Regions from separate parts of the Sus scrofa genome. Here region 2 is linked to region 1. Evidence: chromatin contacts called from public HiChIP or PLAC-seq data. All regions are on one chromosome and are shown on one strand. The core of a region is the stretch at or near the end of the contact, and the rest is flanking DNA. Distances in the headings are between cores, read along the strand shown. Region 1 holds the start of IL27RA (interleukin 27 receptor subunit alpha). Region 2 holds the start of CC2D1A (coiled-coil and C2 domain containing 1A).

Evidence for each region. HiChIP or PLAC-seq counts read pairs in DNA pulled down with a chosen protein or histone mark.
Region 2: a contact with region 1 is called in an H3K27ac HiChIP or PLAC-seq map of alveolar macrophages. The contact joins the promoter of CC2D1A here to the promoter of IL27RA in region 1. A contact is called at or near these places in 1 of 5 promoter capture datasets (liver), 5 of 47 Hi-C or Micro-C datasets (adipose tissue, fetal skeletal muscle, liver and 2 more) and 2 of 2 datasets of contacts at active chromatin or transcription factors (alveolar macrophages and skeletal muscle).

The regions. Positions count from the first base shown.
Region 1 is chr2:65,148,302-65,151,153 of Sscrofa11.1, forward strand. It overlaps IL27RA (interleukin 27 receptor subunit alpha), which reads right to left and starts at 1,364. Exons shown (of 14, transcript NM_001243884.1): 1 at 1,162-1,364; 2 at 570-687. The coding sequence starts at 1,255. RLN3 (relaxin 3) reads right to left here. Exons shown (of 2, transcript NM_001045679.1): 2 at 2,178-2,407. The coding sequence ends at 2,178.
Region 2 is chr2:65,251,031-65,253,882 of Sscrofa11.1, forward strand. It overlaps CC2D1A (coiled-coil and C2 domain containing 1A), which reads right to left and starts at 1,447. Exons shown (of 29, transcript NM_001243031.1): 1 at 1,150-1,447. The coding sequence starts at 1,209. It overlaps C2H19orf57, which reads left to right. Exons shown (of 8, transcript XM_021083707.1): 1 at 1-993.

The sequences.
Region 1 (2,852 bases), core at 114-2,613:
TCAGATTCGTTTCAGCTGCACCACGACAGGAACTCCTCAGTTCCCACCTTCAAATGCTCCTTTTACTCTCCTCTCACTTGGCCAAATTTGAAATGAATTTCAGTTTCCAGAGTGATTCACTGTGAAGCAACATCAGTCACCCCCTCAGAATGTGAGTTCCATGAGGCTTTCTTTCTCACTGCTGCACCCCCAGCACCAGACCAAATGACCTTTTCATATGCTCAGAGAAGCTAGCAGCCTAAGGTCACACAGCACTAAAAACAACTCCTAATCATTAAGTGTTTTCTCTTTCTCAAGTGCCTCACTCACTGAATTCTCAGAACCAACCCTGGGAGGCAAGTTCCATTACTATCAACTTTTGATAGAGGACGAAACAGGCTCAGAGAGGGAAAGTGATCGGTCCAGGGTAACAGGCAAAGAAATGAGGGAACCTAGACTCTAAGGACTTGAAAGTGGGCAGGGCTGGGGGTGGGGGGTGGGACAGAATGGGTTCTCTCAACCTGAGAAGGCTAGGAACCTAAGCGGTGCCGTCCAAAGCCTCAGTTTCCCCGTCATCCCCTTGTACTCACTACTTCTGGCTCTGGAGGTAGAGCGTGGAGGGGGTTCCCAGGTCCCCAAGAGGCTCCCACGAGCAGTTTAAGTCGCCCAAGGGTCCGACTCCATAGCACTGCAGTGGCCCAAGGCTTCCTGGAGAGAGGGGCGGGAGAGTCCAAAGGAAGGTGGTCAATTCCCCCAGCCACCGGCACACTCCAGAACCTGAACTTCCGCGCCCCCCATCCCGAGTTTTGACAGCTTCTGAGGGGGATCCAGGGTCCCTCACGGAAGTGGGTGACAGAAAGGGGGCGCTGGGTACCGCTCCCCAGGCTTTGGGCATAACTCCTCCCCTCCCTCTGCCAGCCACATCCTGTTACCACCCCCTACAGCCCCTACCCCTGCCCACCCCCCACTCCGGGCTCTGGCTCCCAACTCGCTTCCGCCCATTACCCAGCTCCTTTCTTCTCCCAGTCCCTACCCCTGCGGCGGGGTGGGGGTGGGAAAGCAGATTAGCGCCGAGACCTCAGTCATTCATTTCGCAAACTTGAGCTGCACCCCTGAGGATGTGCGCTTTCAAGCATGAGCGTGGCGGCAGAGAGCCCGACACGAGCTCGCTCCAGAACTCACCCTGGGGCCGAGTCCGGTGGAACAGCAGCAACAACAGGGGCAGCAGCACCAGCTTCGGCCAGGGCACAAAGGCGGCGGCCCTGGCCCCAGGCATGGCACTCCCGCGCCCCTAGTCCTGCCCGGCCCTTCCCGGCCCAGCGCGGCCGCGCCGCTCGCCTAGCTCTCGGGACCCAGCGCCCAGAGCGGCAACGGGAAGCCGATCCACCCCTCGCGTCCGCCTCCGCACCTTGCGCTCGGGATCCCCGCCCCTTTGCTGCGCCGGAAAGTCCCCGGCCGCGCTCTCAGGGGCTGGGGAGGGGAGAGCCAAGGGGGAGAGAGAGGGGGAGGAGGAGCGGCGTCGAGGGTGCGGCAGAGCTCCTCTGATACCTGCCCCTCCCCTCCCCAAACACCATACACACACACACACACACATACACACGCTGCCAAGTACTTTGGAACTTTTATTTGGGGGGTTGAGGAAGATTCTGATCCGTACCCCTCCCCCCACCACTGAGCCTCCACCCCAGGAAACGAAGGGAACCTGAGGTCCCTCTTCCAGGCTTGGGGTCCACAGCTTTAGAACCCAGGCTGGGGTGGAGGGAGGGGCCTGGAAGGCTTCGGGGAGAGAGGGGGCAAAGGCTAGAATGGGGCGGGAGTTGGGGGTGGTATAGTTTGGGCTGGCGAGGGGACAGTGGCCACAGCTGGGCCAGGGTCTCAGTGTGGCCACTTTGGGTAGAGCAGGGGCAACCGTTGCAGCAGGAGACAGTACAGGCCAGGAAAGGCATGAGATGGGCTGGGGAGAAAGGGTCCCCATGTGGCCAGGTAGGGGCACAGCCTGCTCAGGGTCAGGATAGGCTGGCCAAAGGTCAGGGTTGGGTGGGAGGACTCTATTCTGAGCCCATAGTGCCTGAGCTCTGTGACTTGCTGATGAATGAATGCATGAGGGGCTAGAAACAGGTGCCCACCTGGACACCCATTAGGTGGACAGCAGAGCTGGGACATTCACTCTGGTTCTCCATGGCCACCTGGTCCCCTGTCTAGCAGAGGCTGCTGATTTCACTCTTGCTGCACCCCCACTTGCAGCAGTTGCTGGAGAGGCCAGCCAGGACATCACGACTGCCCCTAAGAGCCCCAGGGGTTCTCTGCCAGCCTGGTTGAACCCCATAGAAGGTCTCAGGGGACTTGGTCAGGGCCAGCCATTCGCTGGAGGCCATTGCCTCGTCCAACTCGCTGTCTGCGTTGGAATCTGTGTCTGAGAAGACATCCCCTGCAAAAAGATGAAAAGAGTGAGTGCTTGGGATTCAGCTCAGGCCACACTCAGAGTTCTGGCTCCTGGCTGGTCCAGCCACTTCTCTGTTCTTGTGACTCAGCCTGTTAGTTAAAGATTTTTTTGTTTTTGTTTGTTTGTTGTCTTTTTAGAGCCACATCTAAAAAGAAAAAAAATTGTGGCCAATGACATGGCCCCGTGGGACAAGGACAGGTGCAGCTGGGCCCCTGGCAGTGTCCTGGAGGCTCCTAGCAGCCTTGGGGTCCTCAGGGAGGACTGGGGGGTGGGGGAACACAGGGCTTAGGACAGTGACTCTTTTTTTTTTTTTTTTTTAGGGCAGCACCTGTGGCATATGGAAGTTCCCAGGCTAGGAGTCAAATTGGAGCTGCAGCTGCCAGCCTAGGCTGCATCCACAGCAACTCCAGATCCGAGCTGCGTTTGCAAC
Region 2 (2,852 bases), core at 197-2,696, 100 kb after region 1:
AACATGGGACAAAGGGCAGGTGGAGAAACCCAGCTGTCTGCTCTGAGCCTGCAGTCATGATGCGCTGCTAGCCAAGTTCAGTCGGGAAAGAAGGGCCCACACCCTGCCCCAAAGCAAAGCCACTCTGCACACCTGGCCTTTTGCTTTCCAGCATCTTCAGCAGAGACAGCCATGCAGGAAGGTTGGAGGCATTGAGAGTAAAGAGAAAACCCAAACAACGCAGAAGTTGAAAGCGGGGCCTTTGCCACATAACATACCTGTCTTCCTATCCTATTCTGGTTAATGACTAATCATGATGTGCTAATATTAGGCTGAACTACACAAAATTACCTTTTCTGTGGGTCAAACATGGCCAAATATGGTCAATTTTATATGGCTCTACCTAAGAGTAATAATGATGATGACAACACTTATTGAGTGCCATGTTCCAGTACATTCCATAAACAATCTCAAGGAATTTTCACAGCTATCCTGTAACATAGGGCCTCTTAAGGCCTCCATTTTACAGATGAGGAAACTGAGGCTTAGAACTGTGAAGTCCAATGTGCAGAAGCCAGGAGGCAACTTCAGGTGAGCCAGACTCTGATATCTGAGCACTAAGTTATGGCTCTAGTTCCTTACAGCAAAGCTCAGAAAAAAATCAAACTCTCCCAAAGGAGATGAAGAGAGGAAGAAAGGGCCCAAGCACAGTCCTGTGGGCTCATGGCAGCGGCTCTGGATTTGCACTTAGTTCTGGCCAAGCAACTTAGCTCTGCCCTGTGACCTTGGGCAGGTGTCTTCTTCTCTCTGGGCCTCAGCGTCCCCATCTGCACAATGGGGATAAAGAGTCTGACCTGGCCCGACTGATGAGAGGGTTCCATCAGTGCTCAGGCCAAGAGGGTAATAACTGCCTTTCTTACTCCAGGTCCGAGGCCTTCCCCTCCCCGACAGTAGCTGCCACGGCAACAGGTGGCCCTAATCCCTGAGCGGGGCATAAGGAGCTGGGGAGACGAAGTAAGTAGGCCCCATTTTGGGGGTTGACGCTAACCTGAGGGGGCGGGGACCGGGGCTCACCTGGGGGTGGAGATCTGACTCCTCTAGGGGGTGGGGCCCTACCTTGGACAAGGGTGGGAAGGGTTCTCTCGGCCCGGCCGTGGAGTACAGACTCACCTGGCGAGCGGTGGCGGCACCTCGGCCTGGAGGTCCCGAAGGTCCCTTCTTCTTGTGCATCTCCCAAGCTGGATACTCGGACCACCGGCCCCCTGGCCTGGCCTTGCCCGGCCTTCTCCCCCGGGGCCTATGGCCGCGCACGCGCCCTTCCTGAGTCCCGCGCCCCTCGTTGGCACCCCGCGACCGCCGACCGCGTACCCTCTGCCCCTCAAGTGGCCGCCCTACTTCCGCCTCGGCCCTTGGGCGCCGCGGCACCTGAGCACAGCAACTGGACTTGCCGGGCCCGCCGCACTGAAACTACAACTCCCGGCAGGAAGTGCGCGAGCGCGCACGCGCTGCCTCAGGGGTAGTGGGAGGTACCACGGGTTGCTCAGGAAAGAGGCGGGCGTACGCGAGTGAGAGGGGCGGTGCTGGCATCGCACATGCGCACGACGGGGCTTCATAGTGCGCGGGAAAGAGGCGGAGCGTTTGCCGGTGTGAGGCTTGGCAGCGGCACCCTGGTTCGTGGCTTTGCGCGGCCACTTGTGAGCTCTAGTCTCTCTTGGCGGTCCTGGTCTGGGCATTTCTTACTTTTTGGTGGCCTGGGTAGGGTTCGTGTGGCCTAGTCACCGGAAGCTGGGTCCAGAGCACTCGGGCCTCGGATCCTCAGCTACTCGACCTCTGTTTGGGCCAACTCTGCCTTTTATTTTCTCAAAAATTTTTTCGCAAATAATTTAACCGAGTTATCCCCAGCAGTTCCAGGTAGACCTCCTCAGTTCCCGATAAGGACAGAAGGACCTTGACTTCTCTGGCCCAGGTCGGTTTTGTCTTCACAGGCCCTCTAGGCTGGAAGGAATTGACCTGTGAAGACTGCTGCCGTTCCAAGGCCCCAGGCATCCCCTGAAGGCCCCCTCTTAAAGGACCCCCAGGTGGCCCCTCTAAAGCACTTAAATGACTCCAAAGTGTACTAGGTGTCACTTCAAAAGACCCGGGTGGAGAGAGGGGGCTTCACACAGGCTACCCCATCTTAGATACTGAAAGGGGACATCCCAGGGCTTCCCATGGCCCCAGCCCCCAACCCGCTATCTGCAGGATGAAGGCATTTTAATTCTTAGCCTGCCACAGCCCAAGGTAGCTATGACTCCCACCCTATGTTCCCCTGCCCAGTTGACCCCTGGGGCAGCCAGATGGGCCCAAGTGGGGGTGGGGTGGCCTCAGCCAAGGCCACTGTGTCTGTACCGAGTTAGGAACTGGTTGTAATGACGAAATCTGCTCCTTTTCAGATTTCTCTAGGGAGGGATAAAATGAGTAAGAGGAAGAAGCTTCGGACCTCAGGTATTTGGATGTTCAAGTTGGCACTTCTTTATTGCTTCTTCTGCTTATAGGAGGAATGTGGGTTTATGGCAGAAATGCTAGCATGACCAGACCAAGCTCCTGAGCAACAATGACCTAATACATGCTACTAAGAAAAATGTAAATTATGGAGAAGTGCTTGCAGTAAAAAGTGAAAGCTTTGTGGAGCTTCCTCCAGCCTCTAGTGGGATCCCACAGCCTTGGGAAGATCCACTAGGCTTCAGGAAAGGGATACAGCCTCTATGCTGCCCACTCTCAGAGATGACCTGTGAGTAGAGCTTGACATGCTTCAAGCTTAGCATCTGGTGCTAAGTGCTTCACTCTCAAAACAAAACCCTGAGTTCATCTCACTGTGTGATGGCAGAAGACTT